4 separate regions of the Mus musculus genome follow, and all the other regions are linked to region 1. The links are chromatin contacts, called in public Hi-C and HiChIP or PLAC-seq maps. All regions are on one chromosome and are shown on one strand. The core of a region is the stretch at or near the end of the contact, and the rest is flanking DNA. Distances in the headings are between cores, read along the strand shown.

Region 1 (4,776 bases), core at 1,322-3,821:
AGATGGCTTTGCCTTCATCCTTCTGAGACCTTCTGAATGCTTCATTCTAAGCTCAGAAATCACTCCAACTCTTTTACTCTTTGTGTTTCTTAAATGGCACCAACAAAACAAACTAGACTACCCCCCCTCCCCCATGCAGACTGTGTGCTCTACTGGGTACTCGGTGATGGGGGCTCTAATTAGAACATTTTCTATCCATTAGCAGGTAGAGCAGCCTCAGCAGCCAAAGCCACTTCATTTCCTGATTTAGAAACTCAAAGTATATAAAACAGGGGCATTAGAAATAACATTTCAACTTATATAAAATCAACAGATTGAATCTATAGAAAAGTGAGCTGAAACTACCCCAATTTTTAAAAAATGATTTAAAAAATCATTTTTAAAAAGTAAACACTTCACGCTGGCTTTCGAGCATGACCAGGGGACAGAATCACAGCCTCTAGAGCATCAGATTGCCTGTGATGAGACTAAATGTTCATAATCATCTGAGAAACGGATCTGGGATTTTAAAAATTCCCTTTTTAATCTTTTAGAATCCCAGCTAGTGCTTCCATTGGCAGGGTTAATTTAATACTTAGTCACTGAGCAGCGGTGGTCTGCTCTTGTGTTGCTTGGTTCACAGCAGTCTTCCTGCCTCAGCCTCCCCACTGCGCCGAGTCTACTTGATCAGCCAGCCTTGAAGAGTCATAGGGAGTTAACATTTTTTCAGTAACTTACTACATGTTAAGCTCAATGATAAATAACTTTACCTGGACACAATCGTTCCAAGAACCCTATGGGAATAACCATTAAAGCATCATTGTTTAGATTAGGAAACTAAAGCTTAAAGATATAACACGGTCAGAGTCAAAAATTCAGAGACCTGTTGAGCTCCTGAATCTAGACTCTGAGTCACTTGGTACCCACAGTGTTCCACACACTTTCTCCTGCATTGGCTTTCTCCTCTTCCTCCTCTTCTTTTCCTCCTCCTCCATCTCCTCCTCCTCTCCTTTTTCCCTTCTTCCTCCTCTTCCCTTTTTTCTCCTCCTCCTCCTCCTTTTTTTTAGTATAGACAGGTGTCTTTTATTAGCTTTTCCTAAACTTGTCTCCTGCTTACAGCCTGTTTTTCTTAGTGTAAGAATGTAATCTGCAGGTTTTTTTTTTTTAACAAACCAATTTGATACTGCAACTCAAACAAATGCGTGTCTAACTACAAGCCATCAGTTGCCACCAATGGCATTTGAAGAGCAGACTGCAGGATTAAGCCAACCCTTACGAAACTGGCTGTCCTTCATGACCATTTCTTATAAACATTTGTGGGAGTGGAGCAGGGCGGGTTGGCATGGGAATGGATTTGAAATTTAAAGTTACTGGAAATCAAATGATGTGCTTCTGCTCTGTCTAGACAAGTTTGTAAGATCAATTGGATTTATGTGGAAACAACTGTGCCTTATAGTCCGTGGGCTTCTCAGTGTCCAAAGCAAAGAAGGCACAAGACATGTTGGTATCATATGCAAGCATTCCTTTTTCATCTTGGACACTGATTAGTGCTCTAAGTCCCACACTTTACAACAGTTTACCTTCCAGGATCTAACTCTACTTTGCTGACTGCATAAAAAATAATGTTGGCTGTGTGTTTGTGCACACTACTCCCAGTATTACCCCGTGTGAAGTAGTTTTTCACAGTGTTTTCTTTGGAGTCAGACATTTTCACATACATACAACCTCTCAGCTACTACTTACATTCAGAGAACTTTTACCCATGGAAAAAGAAATAAGAGCTATAATGGTCACCACAGCATTCTACTGTGTCAGCAGTAACTTGACAAGAAGTCCAAGGTCATTTGCTGCTTGACACAGTATTTGTGAGATCCAACTGGACTCTAGAATCTCCATGCTACCTACACTTTTTCACAGTGTATCAACTTGGACATGTGAAGGTGGATGGGGGGTGGTGTCACACCCCGGGGTGTGTGTTTGTGTGTGACAGAGACAGAGAGTGAGAGACAGAGAGACAGGGAGAGACAGAGAAACAGAAAGAGACAGAGACACGGACAAACACACATACATACAGACACATAGACACAGAGAGAGACAGAGACCGGAACAGAGAGACAGAGACACACACACAAAGAGGCAGAGAGACAGGCACAGAGACAAAGAGACAGACACAGACAGACAGACAGACAGACACAGAGAGTGAGAGAGAGGGAGAGAGAGAGAGAGAGAGAGAGAGAGAGAGAGAGTGACACAGAACTCCTCATTCCCCTTCAAAGTGTCTCAGGGTCCCCACCACATGACAGTTGGGTCTGGAAGTCACTTTGGGCCTCAGTTACTCCTCACCCTCAGTCGCTGAGCATCCCGGCTCCCTGGAGACGCCCTCACCTGGTCAAGTCGCGCAGCCGCGCCTCCTCGCCGCGCAGGTAGCGCCTCAGTGTCCCCAGCAGCCTGCGCTCGGGCGCCAGGGCGCGCGCCACGCTGGTCAGCGCGGAGAACGTGTCCTCCCGCCCCGTGGCCGCCGCGGGGTCTCCCCCGAGCGCCAGCAGCGCCAGCAGAGCCAGCCGCGCCCCTGGGCCCATCGCAGGGTCGCGCGTCCCTCCGCGCTCTCGCCCGGCGCCGCCCCGGCCCGCCCGCCCGCCCGCAGCCTTCCGTCGCCCGCCCTTGGCCGCCTCCGTCCCCTCAGCACTGAATTCCTTAGTGCCTGGCCCGCCGCTAACTCCACACTGATTCCACCGTGCCTGTCACATTTGGGGGAACTGAGGCGAGCGCGGGTGAGCAGTGATTTCTCTAGTTACAGCCGTGCTGAGCCATCATCCAAATTCCTCCTGTGGGACAGGGGAGGACACAAAAACCTCTGGATTATGAGGGGAACTCCAAAGGGTGACACAGCATGGTGACAGAAGTGCAGGTGGCTGGGGCAGAGGGGTAAAGTCTTCACAGAGGACAGGACCTCAGGTGATCTTGAAAGATGGCTAGGACTTACAGAAGCTGAAACTCTAGGATCGAGTCACTACAGAGTCACACAAAAATACCATCATTATATTCTACTAGGCTGCTTGTTTCTTTCACCCCGCTATCCCTTTTGCCCAGCAATGTTTATTCATTTACTCATTCATTTAAGTGTTCAGTAACATCTGTGCTATAGTAGGTGCAGATGCAGCCCGCTGCTCATAAAGGGAAATGGAAATGTAAACCACCATAAAAACACAAAATGGGCAACCACAGGCTGTGTGCAATGGGTGAGGACCTCATCCCCAAAGAGGGGCTTCCCCTGGCATGCTTTGATGGGGAGAGAGCTTCACAGAGTCAATGTGTGTAGTTCTAACAGTATCTTGACTTTAGGCCATCCTGGATTATCCTGGTGAGCTCAACGCAGTTGCCAAGGTCCTTTTAAAAAGGCAAAGAAAAAGCCGGGCGGTGGTGGCCCACGCCTTTAATCCCAGCACTTGGGAGGCAGAGAAACCCTGTCTCGAAAAACAAACAAACAAACGGCAAAGAAAGATACAGGACAATAACAGCCAAATCAGAGACTTGATGATGCTGTGTTGCGACTTTGAAAATGGATAAACGGTCTGTGAGTAACAGGTTGTAGGTAGCTTCTAGAAGGTTGAGAAGGCTGGGGGACAGATCTTTCCTAGTCTGCAGGAAGAACAGATCTGCCAATACCTTGATTTTATCTCGTGACACCTATTCGTTACGGTTTGAATTTGAAATGAACCTCACAGTTTCATCCTCTTGAATACTTGGTAAAAACCAAGCTATGGAGCTTTGGGGAAGTAGGGCTTACATACTCCACTAGGTTCACTAAGGCTTCACTGCTGGCCAGAGCCATCAGGTTTCTGTCTGCTGGATGTGAGCACCGGCCACATATGCTAGCCACCAGACGGGGCAAGACCTGCCAACACACCTTCCTTTTCATGATGGGCTCCAGGAGTCAAAGAAATCTTTTCTCTGTTACAGTGTGTCTGTCAGATATCTGGTCACAGTGCTGAAAAAGTCTAATACATCGGTTCAGACTTCTGAATTCTGAGGCAGTAGGATAAAAAAATCTGGGTTATTATAAGCCCCAGAGTTTGTGATAACTTGTCTAAGCAATAGGAAACTTGGGCGGGTGAGAAGGCCAGCAGCTAAGAGTGCATACACACTGCTCTTACTGAAGGCCTGAGCTGAGTTTTCCCCATCCACGTCCATATAGGGTGTTACATAAATTATTGTATGTTAAACCAACCTCAAATGCCTAATGTAAATCCTCTTAGGTCACAATGCACATTCACATTAATATGTTGCTGGATTTTGTTTGTTGATATTTTGTTGTAACATTTTTGTATCTTTATTATAAGAGAAGGTAGCCCATAGTTTTCTCGAATTATTTTTGTCTGGTCTTTATATCAATGTAAAACTAATTTCAGAGATCACAGTGGGAATTGTTCCCTCCTTTCCTACAGTTTAGAAGAATCTGGAAAGGATTGAAATTTGTTCTTCTTTGAGTAGCTTGAAGAATTCACCATTAAAGTCAGTTAATTCTAAGCTTTCTTTTGGGAGATGTTTTGGTTCTTGATTCAGTCTCCATAGCAACTGTTTTAGAGCAGGCTGCATGGCAATGGAGTCTCTTAATGTTCTTTCCTCTAGGATTGCTTTATTGCTGAGGCTTGTCTCCCTGGCTATAAAATTTCACGTTCACATTGCTTTCCTTCTGGCACCTTAACGTTCTCTGTCCTCTGTGGAAAATGCCCAGCTCCTTCAGTCACTCTGGTAACGTTCTCTCTAGCTAGTTTCAAAGAGTTTTCTGTCATATTT
Region 2 (4,776 bases), core at 716-3,215, 230 kb before region 1:
GAGCAAGTTCCAAGACAGCCAGGACTACACAGAGAAACCCTGTCTTGAAAAATTAATTAAAAAACAAAGTGGGCAACTGAGGAAGGCATCCAATGTCAATCTCTGCCCTCTAGTATGCACACACATGCACTCACATCTGCACACACATGGAAAGGAAGAGAGAGGGAGAGAGAGAGAGAGGAAGAGGAAGAGGGAGGGAGGGAGAGGGAGGACATTGATATTATTCATATTTATGACAATTGTATCACTTTTTTTAGTTTTTTTTTAATTAAGATTTTATTTTCGGTATGCGTATGTGTGGATGTCTCTGGGTGGCTATGTGCTGGTGAGGACAGGTGAGCACAGAAGGCCGAAGAGGGTGTCTGATCCACTGGGGCTGGAGTTCCTGGCTGGTGTGAGCTGCCCAGTGTGGGTGCTGGGACAGAGCTCAGGGCTGCCTCTGTCCTGTGTAAGCATCTGCTCTTAACTGCTGTCTAGCAGTTAATGTAGCACACTAATGGCACACACTAACAGGGAAATTGGGTGGAGGGAAGATGAGAACATTTTAATTTCGTTTTTCTAAAAATATAAAACTATCCTTCAATTAAAAAAAACCAGAGCTGGACAGTGGTGGCGCACACCTTTATTCCCAGCACTTGGGAGGCAAAGGCAGGCAGATCTCTGAATTTGAGGCCAGCCTGGTCTACAGAGTGAGTTCTGGGACACCCAGAGAAATCCTGTCTTGAAAAACCAAAAACCTAAATAAATAATCAGCCAAATACATTTGTTTTTTAGAAAAAAAAGTACTTATTCAAGTATTTATAAAGTACATAGCCAAGGCTGGTCTTACACCATACTCAACTCGTTCTCAAAAAACAAAACAAAACAACAAACACTTTTAAGAGAGACAAGTTCTCACTATGTAGCTTTAGCTGTCCTGAAACCTGTGATAGTGAACAGTATGTTTAGAGGATAAATTTACTGTGCTAGGCTTGTAGAAACAAAATTGTTTTTAACTTGTATAAGCCATAAGGAAGTTGCCCCTACCTGATGTGCCAGGTGAGCAGGCCTGAGATGGACCACTTCCTGGTACAGGTGGACTATTGTTTAAAAATTGCTGATTGTTACGAAACATTTCACTGGCTCTGCTACTCATACAAGGTTTGGGTCACAAGATTAAACAGGCTAACTGCTGTTATGTGAAACGCCAGCTTGCTTGGATGGCTGAGGCACCTGTTGCATGGCTGCTACAAAACCAAACCTTGACCACACACAGACACGATATGAGTTCATTTGGCTCCCAAAATTATAACTTTGTGAACCTTTTCTTTATAATACTTTGTCTAAAAATAGCCAGAGTCTTACCTAGAGAACTCTCTCTAGTTTGGTCCTGAAGTTTTGTTTTTGTTTTGTGGTTTTTTTCTTTTTCTTTCTTTTCCTTTCCTTTTTCCTTTCCTTTCCTTTCCTTTCCTTTTTCCTTTCCTTTCCTTTCCTTTCCTTTCCTTTCCTTTCCTTTCCTTTCCTTTCCTTCTTTTTCCTTTTCCTTTTCCTTTTCCCTTTCCTTTCCTTTTCTCTTTTCTTTTCCTTTTTTCCTTTCCTTTCCTTTCCTCTTTTCTTTTCTTTATTATAAAAAGCCTCTAATTTATTAAAACCAAAACCGAGTCGGCGTATCTCTGGGCGACCCCAGACTCACAACAAACTCATTATGTACATTAGGCTAGCCTCCAGCCCACAACTACCTCTGCTGAGTGCTGGGATTAAAGATGTTGCACCACTACAACCGGCTTTGTTCTGAATATTTTAAATTAAAGGTGATTTCTGTACTAAAAAATAAGCAAAAAGGCGCTCGGGAACTCCAGTTTCTGAGCTGTGTGACCTTTTTCGGGATCACGGAACCAGTTATGAGCGCCCCAGGACCATTTGTTCAAGATGGAAAGACTACAATTCCCAGGGTGCCACTCGTGGTTGTCAGGAGCAACCACAGAACGCAAACTAACAGAGGCTGGAGTCTGAGGAAAAACAGACCCATTGGTACCAGCCATGGGGCTGGATTACTATGCTGTGCTTCAGGTCACCCGCAACTCAGAAGATGCCCAGATCAAGAAGGCGTAAGTGGGCGGGATCCTAGCCTGGCATGCGCAGAGGCAACCCCACCCTGATGCCAGTCAAACAGTTTCCCTGCATAGTTTAGAGTAGGAAAGGGGCACCTCTCTCCTCTTGTATGCCCTATCTGGCTTTGTGCTGGTTAGGACATAGACGAAATTCAGACACACCTAAGTGCATCAGTGGGCTTCCCACGTCCAATGCTCCTGCCTCTTAGCTCTTCTTGGGTCATGTCTGAATTTCTAGCTATGAAATGAAGACAAAGGACAATTTGGACCTTATCTTGAGTCTCATGAAGAACCACAGGTGTGTGAACCAGAAATGACCTGGACTAATGGATGTTACAGTTTTCATTTTGGCCATCATATGGGTTTTTGTCACTGACTGATCTCCATCTCTGAACACCTCTGTCACATCTCAGGGACTTTGTGACAGTTTAGATATGGATGAGATGGTACATGTCTGTAATCCCCAAATAGCGAGTCTGTGGTTAGCTTGAGCTACATAGCAAGGCCCTGTTCGTAAAAGGAAAGGTGTGTGTGTGTGTGTGTGTGTGTGTGTGTGTGTGTGTGTGTATGTGTTTAGGGGAACATCTAGGACAGGGATAAGGCTTTGTTTCTGAAATATTTGATCTTTTAAAGTTTTTCTTTGAAAGAAAGTTTTGGGCAAATATTTATGGAGCACTAATCTTTAGGGCTGGGTCCAGTGCAGGCCATTTGTTGTGGAATGTGTATTGTTATAAAAGGAGATGTACCCAGGCCGTACCCAGGCCACAGAAGCTTGTGTTGAGAGGCGAGGGCTTCTAAGGAGACTGTCCTGATAATTAAGCCAAAGGACAAGGCTTCCAGGAGGACTAAGACTCCACAGTGGGCTGGAGGGGAGACACTGAATTTGGAAATCAGTTGTGTCCCCAAAGGTATAAAGAAAGAGGGAAGCATCTGGGGCCCCTGGAGGTTTGGGGTACACTAGATGCTTGTATTGAACATATAGGTGCTGCTCTGAGAGCTTCCCATCACTGCTTTATTTAATCCTCACAGTGACCCTGAGAGGAAAAGCCACTGTCATCCCAGGGGCTTGTATGTGACAAATGGAATCAGAAATCAGAGACTGCCCCTTCCTCCCTGGGCCAGGTCTTGTGTGGACTGAAGGGGAGGGATGTGGGTGTCCAGTGGGGAGGGAGAAATCAGAAAAACTCTTTCAACAGTTGAGAACAATTCAGTGCAGTGTATGACGTCATCCTCTGCTCAGGGCTCTCACTGGCTAGTGGGTTTGAAAAGTTACCACAAGAGAAATCAGGTGGCCAATGGGACTCATCAATGGAAGGATTACCATGGCAAATAGATAAGGCTAGCCTAATTACCAGAAGACCAAGTGTGCTGGCTAGTTTTATGTCAACTTGACATAACCTATGTCCCCACCATACAGACCTGTGGTCAAGGTGCATTTTCTTAATTAGTTATTGGTGGGGGACGGCCCAGCCCATTGTGAGTGCTGCCATCCCTGGGCTGGTGGTTCTGGGTACTTTAAGAAAGCAAGTTGAGCAAGCCACAGAGGGTCATCCCGTAAGCAGCACCCCTCCATGGCCCCTACATCAGCTCCTGCCTCCAGGTTCCCTCCTTGAGTTCCTGCTCTGTCTTTCTTTGATGATGGGAGATTTGATTTGATTGCAGACATGTAAGATACAATAAACCCCTCAAGCTGCTTTTGGTCATGAGTATTTTAGTACAGCAATAGGAACCCCCAAGACAGCAAGTACAACATACTCAGGCAACTCAACCTTTCTGAGCCTCAGCTTCTCATCTCTTAAAAGAAAGAAAGGAGAGAGAGAGAGAGAGAGAGAGAGAGAGAGAGAGAGAGAGAGAGAGAGAATGTGGAGTAGGAGACAGCATACCCAGATAGTAAACTAGCTGCTGTGTCAGCAGAAGAGCCAAGCTCGGCCCCAGACCCCCATGAAGAAAGCTGTGGTTCACTTGTAACCTGGCTCTAGGGAGGTGGACAAAGATGGTGAATTCCTGGGGCTGCCTGGACAGTCAGCCTAGCCTACCTGGAGAGTTCCGGGTCACCGTGAGACTGTGTTAATAAATGAGGTGGATAGAGGAACAGGAGAGGTGGTCCTCTGTCACAACCATCTGTAACGGGATCTGATGCCCTCTTCTGGTGTGTCTGAAGACAGATACAGTGTATTCAATCAATTGATTAATTAATGGGTCATTCTTTCCATATTGGAATCGGCTACTTAGAAGAAGGGGGTCTCTGGAGTTGGTCTTTGATGTTTTGTCCCCAGCCCCTGCTCTCTGTGTTTCTCTTTTCTTCCCTTCTCTTTCCCTCCCCTCTTGTGCCCCCGTTTCCCCTTTTCTCCTCTTCACTCCTCTTTCTTCTCTTTTCTCCCTTCCCTCTCCCACTTCTCTGTCTGTCCTTCCTGGCTGCCATACAGCAAGCAGCTTGGCTCCTACTGTGATGCTCGACCTGAAGGCAATAGTCAGCCACCTACGTGTGGAAACCATTAATCGAAGGTATTTTGTCACAGTAACAAGAAGCCAACCTGTCCTGTGTCTCATAGGTGGACCATCACTGAATCCCTGCTGCACTCAGGTCTCAGCTGTGGCAGCTAAGGGGACAAGAGCCTTAGGACAGATGCCTAGGGAGCAGATGTCCCAGGCTACGGCCCGCTGTGCTTCCTACCCCAGGTTCTCT
Region 3 (4,776 bases), core at 1,265-3,764, 210 kb before region 1:
TGTGTTGCTGGGGCAGAGGAGGAAAGCCCTAGCGGGTGGAGGGAGGATGTGGCGGTAGTCACCTGTGAACACAGACAGCCATGGAAACAAAACAGCTCACCCAGGCTGGGACAAACAGGGACATCAGAGGGACTCACCATGACAACAGGCTCAAGGGCGCCTCTAGGAAAAGCCTGACTTCAGTCAGGAGTCTGGGCCCCTGGAGCTCAGGGAGAATAGGAGTCAATGTCTAGGTGAAGGTGCTCCCTGACTCCTCACGGGGGAGTCTTCTCCCAGGTAGTGCTCCCCACTCCGACTCCACTGAGAAATCCTGACAGCAGCCTGGAAGGCACCTGCCCTCCCTGGGTCCCCGTTAAACGGGAGAGCTCAGAACCATGTCCACAGGCTCACTGTCTGCCCAGCCCCGCGGTGCCTCATGTCTCCCGGTTTTTCTCAGTCTCGGGCTCAGATAAGGCCCTTCACAATGGAAGCCCTTTCTGACCAATTAAACAGTTCTGAGACGCTCTGGGCAGACCTCCTCTGTAGGTATTAGTGCATGAGTCTGATGCAGGCCTGTCTAATCATGAGCTAAGTGGTAGAATGTTGTGAAGTCCAGAAAGACGAGGTCTCAGTTGCTGCCAGATCAAAAACATGTGGCTCAGCTGCCAGTTGCTGCCAGATCAAAAACATGTGGCTCAGCTGCCATTGTGAATGCAGCGTAGGGTTTGCCAAAGGTCGGGTCCTCGAGGGTTGGGACCAGAGGCAAAGATCACCTGTACTAAAGGTTTCTATGACTAAAACGCAGGCCTAGAAAGATAATCCTGTCAGGCACGGTCTGCATCTAAAGCTCCAGGGCAGCCGAAGAGAGGTCCTGAGATCCCGACCCAAAATGAACCAACAAAAACAGAATCCACTTTATAGGACCGGACAACCACTGGAGGCAATAAAAAAACAACACCCAATTTCTAATCTCATTCACAGGGACATCAAAAGCTAGGACAAAAGAAAAAAAAAAAAAAGAATGGAAGCTCAGACCAGCAAGATGGCTCAGTGGGTAAGGGTGCTTGCCATTGGGACACAGATGGTAGGAGGCCTGAGTTGTCTTCTGACCTTCATGTGCGTGCCACAGCACCCGTGTGCCTTTACATAAACGTGCATGCACACACATGCACACGTGAGCACACACGTGAGCACACATACACACCACATACACACACACCATAACACACACACACACACACACACACACACACACACACACACCATAAGCTTCTGCCCCAGCTCTGCTGTTGACTGCCAAGGCCACCTGGAACCAGTCCCCACCCCACTCAGGTTCTCCCCTTATACACTGGGGTCCGCCATCTTTACGGGCCAGAAGGTGATCAGGGATGAAGAAGGGGATTGCTGAGCTGTGAAGAGGCTCTCATCAGGGTGGGAGGAGGGGAATTTTTATTGTCTTGCTGAGCAGCCCTAGGCCCCAGGCCTGAGAGAAGGCTTCCTTAGCCGGGACTCCTTACCTGGAGGCTGCTTTGAGGTCTCAGGCTGAGGCCTCCAAGGTCAAGCTTCTCTAAAGGTGTCTCGTTCTTCAAAGCTGCCGGTGGCTACCATGGCCCGATCCCCTCGATTTTCCATAGAAAATGGCTGGGAGACGAAACACTTAAAGTTCATACTATTGTGTCCTGTGGGGGAGAGGAAGGAAGCCAAGTTTAGAAAGGAAGATTGTCTTTGCAGGACCACCGCCCTGCAAGGAAGGGTCATCTGTCACACAAGTCCTTTCAGACAGCCTTGCTGGGAGGGACCCATGCAAGGCTCAGTTCTCACTCAGAGCAGCCAGGGTCTAGGGGAAGAACTCAGGAGTCTTTACTCCCACACGTTGGCTCACTTCCAAATTTGTTTCTCAGACAGTTATGTAGACAGGCAGCTGTGCTGTGCCTGGGGGATACAGTCACAAAACTGTTGAGTGGAGCATTATATCTATTTGTGTTGAATCAGGATAAGGCAGGTCCAGTCTCCCTGTGTCCCTACTTCCACCTCCGGCAGGCAGCCACATAAGATAGTGTAACAAAGGCCAAACAAACTCCAAGGCTCCTCCAGGCACAAACAACCCTTGATACAAGAACAGGCTTTAGGGCACATGGCCCAGAGCCTCCTGGTGACAGTCATTCTGATCTTCGCTGACGTGAAAGCCCCTTCCCCCACCCCGCCCGGGTCAGGCTGGGAACATCGAGGCTGAGGGGAAGAAGTAAAGAGATGAAGGTTTTAACCTTCGACCAACTGGACGTCAGAGGCAAATAACAAAGGGCGTATTTAGGAGGAAAGAAACCTAGAGAGGGCAAATTAGGACTCCAGGGAAGGGAAAAGAAAGAGAAAAGACAGATGGAGTGGGAGAGAGCAGGTGCGGCCAGCGAAGGGATGGGGCACGCTCACCGGACCGCAGGAGAACACAGGAGTGCAGAAGGCTGTGTCCGACGGCGGGAGAGTGGTGGCTGCCCAGGAAGCTGGCGACCCGACGACACCGAGGGCGGAACTGACAGTAGCTGCGAACCCGCGCCTACAGAACTTAAGTCTAGAGGGCGTGGTCGGGGCGTGGCGTGACGAGGCGGAGCCAGGGCGGCCCACGCCCCCGGGTGAGGAGGCGTTTCCATCTGTGGTTGCCTGAAACCCCTAGGTCCCCCCAGAGGCTCCAGTCTCAGATCTTCCCCTTCTATTCCCGGGGCAGACAATCTCTTTGTGAGGACAGGCAGACTGACTGGCCAGCTGCTCTGGATCGCGACCCCTTACCCCTTCAAGTCTCCCCTCCCCCTCCCTGCAAGGCACCTGGGGACCGGGCGGAGCGCGGGCTTCGGGGACCGGAACAAACCCGGGTGTGGTGACGGGGCAAGGCTGGCGTTCCCGCCTTCTGCCGCTCCCAGTCAGGTCCCGGGGGACACTGGCACCTAACGGCTGGAGTGGGGCGAGAACACCTGGCCTCCCCTCCCCTCTGCACCGAGTGCAGCCAGGCTGGCGCCCCGCAAGGAAGAGGGCAGGGCAGAGCCTCGCCTGTTGCACTCCAGCCCAGCGAGGACAAACTCAGCAGGTGGACGGGACCTCAGCGAGATAATGGCCACGTAGGAGTGGGGGACGTGAAAGCAATACTTGGGCCCTGTGTCGGGGACTAACGTGCATTGTGGGGGTAGGAAGCAGGTCTCAATTTGCCTCAATTTGTGTTCAAGCTTTGGTACTCTCCGTCGGTTTCTTCTTTTGTTTTTATCCTCCTTAGCCCCGGAGTTTTAAGAGATTAGATCAGGGCGTGGAACCCTTTTTGCTTGCCTAGGAATTAGGCGCCCAAGAGCAGGAAGCCGGGGACCAGGGGTCCGAATATACTATAATAGAAGCTCAAGTAGGTTTGGGCTGCTGTGGAAAGTGCAGTGGGAGGAGGGGGCTGGGTGAACGTTTGTGGAAAGCAATTACTATGCATCAGGTAGGCGGCGCAGGCACCTAACGATAATCTTTCCAGGTCATCATTAACCATTATTTTCCAGAACAAGAAAGTGTGAGAGGCCCCAGACCTTAATAGGACCCCAGACCTTAGCACATCTGACTCCATGATGGAAGTACCATTCAACTGTAAAACTCAGCACACAGACAGAACCATCAATGTCCATCGTTCTGGAAAAATCTCTAAATGTACTGATCTTACCTTTTGGCTTCTGTGGTTCCACTACTGGCTAACTTGTTTTGTTAGCTGAAGTATGTCACCCTAAAACATGGGTTTTGTGCTTAAAAACGTACCCAGGAAAGGATCCTGAACACCCAGTGTGGCTTTATTAGCCAGCTGGCTTACTTTAAACAAGACTAGATAAAATAAACCTTCACTATCAAGTGGCAAAACCCCATAGCTGGTGGGTGGATAGTGATCCCAACATAGCTGGTGGTGATCTTACAAAGCTGACAGTACTCTACTCTGCCCATTGCTCACTCGCAATGCACCCAATAAACCACTCTTTTAAAAAATTGGTGAAGGGGCTGGTGAGATGGCTCCGTGGGTAAGAGCACTGATTGCTCTTTCGAAGGTCCTGAGTTCAAATCCCAGCAACCACATGGTGGCTCACAACCATCCAGAATGAGAGCTGACACCCTCTTCTGGTGTTTCTACAGTGTACTTATATATAGTTATAAATAAATTTTTGGACTCGGAGCGAGTGGAGCCGGAGTAAGCAGAGGTCCTGAGTTCAGTTCCCAGCAACCATGTGATAGCTCACAACCATCTGTACAGCTACACTGTACTCATATACATAAAATAAATAAATCTTTTTTAAAAATTGGTCAAATAAGAATTAAAAGATGTGGGGCTAGAGACAGCTCAATGGTTAAGAGCACTGACTGCTTTTCCACAATCATCTGTAATGGGATTTGATGCCCTCTTCTGGTGTGTCAGAAGAGAGTAGCAGTATACTCACATATATAAAATAAATAAATCTAAAAAAAAGAATTAAAAGATGCATTTTCTCATAGATGAATGTGTGAATTATTATGGGGATGGCTAAAACTCTATTCAGTATACTACACTGCATATACCACTACTGAAAAATAACTTATAAATTATTTAATATAATGTAATATTTAAAAGAAATAATAATAATTGTAATTATTATTTTCTGAGACAGGGTTTCTCTGTGTGACAGCTCTGGCCGTCCTGGAACTCCCTCTGTAGACCAGGCTGAAACCTTGAACTCACAGAAATCCACCTGCTTCTTCCTCCCGAGTGCTGACATGAAAGGTATGTGCTGCCACTGAACTGTATTGTTTGTAGATTTA
Region 4 (4,776 bases), core at 1,694-4,193, 190 kb before region 1:
AAATTACTTTTTGTTGCTACTTCATAACTGTAATTTGGCTACTGTTATGAATTTTAATGTAAGTATCTGATATGTAGGAGGTCTGATACGCATCCCCCAAAGGGGTCACAATCCACACATTGAGAACCACTGGTGTTGGTTCAGTGGAAGCTCAGAGCAGGAGGGCCTGGCCGTTGGGCGGTGGGGCCCCTGCAGTTGGGAATTTTCAGATGGGAATGTCATCTCCCTTGATCCTCAACACCTGTCAGGAAAGGTAGCTGAGGCTTAGAGACATTAGCTTGCTTAGTGTCACCAGTGTCTAAGCCTGCGTTTAGTCTATTTTAGGTTCAAAACCACTTTGGCAAAAGCAGGGCAGTATTTAAATCCAGTTTAGAGATGAGAAAATAGAAGCTTAAGATGGAAAGAGGTTGGACTGAAGAGATGGTTTAGCAGTTAAGAGCACTGACTGCTCTTCCAGAGGCCCTGGGTTCAATTCCCTGTACTTACATGGCAACTCACAACTGTTACTCCAAGAACTGGCACCATCACACAGACACACATGCAGGCAAAGCATCAATCATATAAGAATAAGTAAATTATTTTAATAAAAAATGGAAAGAGGTTGACTGACCACTGGTCACAGAACTCCAGTCTGGTTGTTCTGATGGCCAAGCTGTCATCGCTACACCACCTAAGCTCCAGTCAGTGTGGTGATCCGGCTCCTCAGGGTCTTAGCCTTTTTGCTAAATGCTTCATAATGCCAAACATGAATCTGGAGAAGGCTGGATGACGACCAAAGTCCTCTAACCATATGGAATTCTTGGGCTCAGAGAGGCTAGGCTCTGTGAGGGTGGCTGTAGCCAGGCCTTGGCTCCCCCAGGCTCTTCCTTCAGCCTGTCTTCTAGTCTGCCTGAGTTGTACAGTGAGACAAGCCTGAGGAGGCCCAGAGCCTTTACAGCCAACTTGGCTGAGGAAGAGCAGGGTAGGCATGTTTAGAGACATGCTCTCCATTTGCTCAGGCCTCGTTCCCCTTTGCCCTACAGAAGAGCAGCAAGGCTTGGCTCCTTCCCAGCAGGGAGGCACTGGCTTCCCTGCCCAGGCCTGGAATGCACTGTGGGGGCAGCTGACTCTCCTCATGGTATCCTGGTGGCCTTTCTTCTCCCAAGCCTTGAATCTGCCCTGGAGAGCAGGCTTCTGACTTGACAGCCTGAATCTAAGGCTTACCCAGATCTGGAGAGGCCCTTGGGGTAAGTTCTTTTTTTTTGTTGTTGTTGGTTTTTTTTGTTTTGTTTTGTTTTTTGTTTTTTGTTTTTTTTTTTTTTTGTTTTTTTTGAGACAGGGTTTCTCTGTATAGACCTGGCTGTCCTGGAACTCACTTTGTAGACCAGGCTGGCCTCCAACTCAGAAATCCGCCTGCCTCTGCCTCCTGAGAGGGATTAAAGGTGTGTGCCACCACGCCCAGCTGTGGGTAAGTTCTCTAGAATTCCCTTCTTCAAAGCCTGTCTGGGGACCACTCAGGCACTAGCAGAACCATCCTGTGTTCTGCTCTGCTTTGGAGAGAAACACTGAGGTTAGACAGGCAAAGGACCTGGGTATGGCTGCTGTCAGGGACTGACTTCTGAGTCCTTTCTGCTGGAGGGAACCTCAGGTGATGTTGGTGCTGAGTCAGGTCCTGCAGAAGGCACGGAATGGAATTTTCTCCCCACGGAGGCCAGGCGTGTCCCTGGAGTTTTTGCTTCCCTGTCAATCCGGGCTTCCCTCTTGTACCCACTTTGTCCTCTGCTACTTCTGACCCTACTGTCTTGTAGCGCTGCCCCATTATCAGTGACTCTTCTGGCTCTGTCGGAGCCTCCAGGCAGGGACAAGATCAACTTACCCTCCTCTGTGAAAACTGTTATAGGGAAGGTCTTAAGTCAGACCATCGTGCCAAAATGAGGAGACAGGAAATGAGGTCAAAGATGATCTCAGGGCCCTTTGGTAGAAGGCTGCGAATGCCAAGGTTACACTTAGTCCAGGGTGGGTGGGGGCCTGGGCCGTCAGAGCATGCTGGTGCAGGCAGCAAGAATAGATGAGAAGGGAGCCTTGGGGCTCTAACACCACTGAGGATACTGCTGGAAAGGTGCTCTCAAGAGACACTGAAGCACGAACTTGGTTAAGAGCTTGCAATTGTGTGTACCCAAGTTTTGAAGGAGTGCCCCCAAACCATCCATCAGAAAGAGAAAGGATGAGCAGACAGACTTGAGTATGTGGGTGAGGCTACAATGCCTGGCGCAGTAGGGAACGCCCTGAGGTCTGAGCTTCCCAACCTCCTCCTTGGCGCACCTCGGTTATTATCGGTCTGATGCCCCCAGCTGGAAGTGGAAGTTGAGAACAATCCTCACCCTGTAGCTCTACTGGGGTACCCACAACATGAGGTACTCTAGCCTATAGGGCCAACCCAACTCTCTCCAACAATACATCCGCATCAAGGATGCCACTAGACAGAGTGACCACGGGCTCTAGACCAGGCTTCAGGCCAGAGGTGCCCTCATCATCTCTACCCAGGAAGGGCCCCAGGATCCTTGCTGGAGAGGGCTTTGTGCTCCGTGGGGATCCTGGGCCAAAGGAGAGGGACACTTTTCATCTGGCATTTGTAAGATCCCAGCAGAGGAGTCAGCAAAACACGGGAGTTGTGAGGAGTCACATAGATGTGGAAGTCAAGGCCCTCCCCAGGCCTGCAGTTCCTTCATCTTTACTAGGTGGGAGCTAGACCGGCTCACTCTCGGTCTCTCACGCAGTGCTGAGTGATCCCAGCAAGCTCCTGGCTGTGAGCATCCATGGAAGGGAAAAAGGGAGAGGAGAGCAGAGTATGGGGTCTTACCTGTGCGTCTAGCCAAGGTTGGGTAGTGCAGGGCCACCCTAAGGCTCCACTCCATTAGGTAGCAGCAGGATCTGACGGCCGGGCCTCACCATTCACTGTTGTCTCTGCTGTCCCTGGCTCGGCACTGGCCCTGTGCACCAGCTGACCTGAAACCTAATTCTGAGAAGCTAGTTGACAGTCTGATCACTTGACAAGAGGCAGGCTGCGGGGAGGGGACCAGTGAGTTCCAGATCTGGTTTAGCTTCCGTGACCTGGGGCTCTTTAATGTGGCTCCTTTGAGCTTTCAAGAGGAGAGCTACCTTGGTGGCCAGGAGGTGTGTGACAGCATTTGTCACCTTTGAGAGCCCAAAGGACAAGGTCTCTTAGGACAGGGGCTCTCCAGGATCCTATACAATGGTTACAGGTGTCACTTCTTAGAGGCCTGACATTCTCAAGAGGGGAGAGGAGAAGACGGGGCAGAGAAGGTAGAGGACATCTTGGTGCCAAGATATGCTTGATATTTCAGGCACAGCGCTTCTATTTCCCACATCTCTAGGAAGCAGGATCCTAAATTTAAAAACAAAGGACAACAGATGTATTGTACACAGCATGTGATTTGCCCACATAGAGCACACAATAGTGTTTAGTACAGTCTGGTTGATCAACTACTACATGCTAGTTCAGAACACTTTCATCATGGCTCAAAGACAAAAACAGAACAAGTCACCCCCTTTCCCTTCCCCCAGCTTCAGGCAACCACTCGTCTTTATTCTGCTTCTTAATTTGCTTGTTCTAGATGCTTTGTTTGAGTAGGATTATATAGAATGTATAGCCTCTTGTGGCTGGTTTCTTTCACAGTGGTGTTAACACACTGCACTGTACCGGTAGACACTGACGTACTGTGTAGAGCCCTCATGTGTCAATGCTTACTTTACACAGAAAACTGACTGTCAAGGACAGACAGCTAGGTCACTGCAGGCCTGACTTGCCTGTAACCTATACCACACTTTGGGTCTATCAGCTGCAATCCTGATTCCTCATGACATGGACATGCTGGGACCGGAGATGGGGCAGGGTGAGCAGAATCCCTTGCAGCAACCACCGTAGGCTGGTCCATCTGCAGGCGCTGAGGTTAAAGACTGGGTGGGCACAGCTGAAGTTGGGAGCCAGGTGGCATAGAAGGGAAACTAAAAGGAGAGGGGAGAGGAGATAAGTAGGACAGAGAAGGTAGAGGACATTTTGGAACTTGAGCGCAGCGCCATGGCAGGGTGGGTGCTGTGACATCTAGACTGTCTATCCTGTTTCTTGGACCAGGACCTGCTCACTGCTTTGAGCTCAGTCTGGAACTATTAATCTGGACATGGGCAGGACTGTGGGAACCATGTGGGGGCTGGGGCTACAAGTAGAAGTCAAACTAGAGGCAGCAGGTTCTGGAGAAACCCAGAGGGAGGAGAGCTCAGGCCTAGCTAGAGTCAAACCTCTGCTGGGAGTTTTAAGGTTGGCTGCTACAGTCTCTGGGTCACCAGAAATACTTTCCAGGCATCTGTGGAGGGCATGCATAAGGAAGTCAGGGTTCATTCTGGTTGTGGTGACAAATGTGTTGTACAACTTGGCAAGTCAAGTTGCCTCAGAGCTATCACTGGGAGAGACTGGTAAATAACAAATTGGGCATGTCGTCTGTGTCTCAGACCTTCACCTTGTCTGCAGCCCGTGCCCTCCTGTGGCCCTGTTCTCACTTGACTCCTTCAGGTTATTTACAGGATCAGGATTTGGCAGTGATCTTCTTCACCCTAGGCTTTACCCCTTAGGCTTGGAACCTAGAGGTTTCTTACCCCGAGGGACGTGGAACTCCAGGTACTGGAAGCTCTGTTCTGGCCGAGGGCAAGGCCTGGGGCAAGGGGAGCCCCTGGCTAGGGACTGGGCAGGTTTGCAAGGTGACACTCAAGGAGCAGAGATCT

Evidence for each region. Hi-C and Micro-C count contacts between places; a contact is called where the count stands out from the background. HiChIP or PLAC-seq counts read pairs in DNA pulled down with a chosen protein or histone mark.
Region 2: a Hi-C map of the N1E-115 cell line shows a contact between it and region 1, with 4 times the contacts expected there. The contact joins the promoter of Dnajb13 here to the promoter of P4ha3 in region 1. A contact is called at or near these places in 14 of 39 promoter capture datasets (the 3T3-L1 cell line, 3T3-L1-derived adipocytes, the C10 cell line and 8 more), 2 of 15 datasets of contacts at CTCF or cohesin (embryonic stem cells and pro-B cells), 25 of 484 Hi-C or Micro-C datasets (3T3-L1-derived adipocytes, B cells, the G1E-ER4 cell line and 11 more), 2 of 115 datasets of contacts at active chromatin or transcription factors (embryonic stem cells and pancreatic cancer cells) and 2 of 9 other capture datasets (adipose tissue and embryonic stem cells).
Region 3: a contact with region 1 is called in an H3K4me3 HiChIP or PLAC-seq map of the 230-238 cell line, with 2.4 times the contacts expected there. The contact joins the promoter of Ucp2 here to the promoter of P4ha3 in region 1. A contact is called at or near these places in 14 of 39 promoter capture datasets (the 3T3-L1 cell line, 3T3-L1-derived adipocytes, the C10 cell line and 8 more), 1 of 15 datasets of contacts at CTCF or cohesin (pro-B cells), 13 of 484 Hi-C or Micro-C datasets (the G1E-ER4 cell line, the HL-1 cell line, the HPC-7 cell line and 7 more), 9 of 115 datasets of contacts at active chromatin or transcription factors (the 230-238 cell line, T-cell acute lymphoblastic leukemia, bone marrow-derived dendritic cells and 6 more) and 3 of 9 other capture datasets (embryonic stem cells, liver and pancreatic islet).
Region 4: a contact with region 1 is called in an HNF4G HiChIP or PLAC-seq map of pancreatic cancer cells. The contact joins the promoter of Ucp3 here to the promoter of P4ha3 in region 1. A contact is called at or near these places in 12 of 39 promoter capture datasets (the 3T3-L1 cell line, the HPC-7 cell line, cranial neural crest and 6 more), 1 of 484 Hi-C or Micro-C datasets (olfactory sensory neurons), 2 of 115 datasets of contacts at active chromatin or transcription factors (embryonic stem cells and pancreatic cancer cells) and 2 of 9 other capture datasets (liver and pancreatic islet).

What each region holds. Positions count from the first base shown.
Region 1 is chr7:100,283,315-100,288,090 of GRCm38.p6, reverse strand. It overlaps P4ha3 (procollagen-proline, 2-oxoglutarate 4-dioxygenase (proline 4-hydroxylase), alpha polypeptide III), which reads right to left and starts at 2,571. Exons shown (of 13, transcript NM_177161.4): 1 at 2,365-2,571. The coding sequence starts at 2,558.
Region 2 is chr7:100,512,004-100,516,779 of GRCm38.p6, reverse strand. Dnajb13 (DnaJ heat shock protein family (Hsp40) member B13) reads left to right here and starts at 1,965. Exons shown (of 8, transcript NM_153527.2): 1 at 1,965-2,087. The coding sequence starts at 2,020.
Region 3 is chr7:100,491,096-100,495,871 of GRCm38.p6, reverse strand. Ucp2 (uncoupling protein 2 (mitochondrial, proton carrier)) reads right to left here and starts at 2,514. Exons shown (of 8, transcript NM_011671.5): 1 at 2,407-2,514; 2 at 1,497-1,658.
Region 4 is chr7:100,471,158-100,475,933 of GRCm38.p6, reverse strand. Ucp3 (uncoupling protein 3 (mitochondrial, proton carrier)) reads right to left here and starts at 2,943. Exons shown (of 7, transcript NM_009464.3): 1 at 2,840-2,943.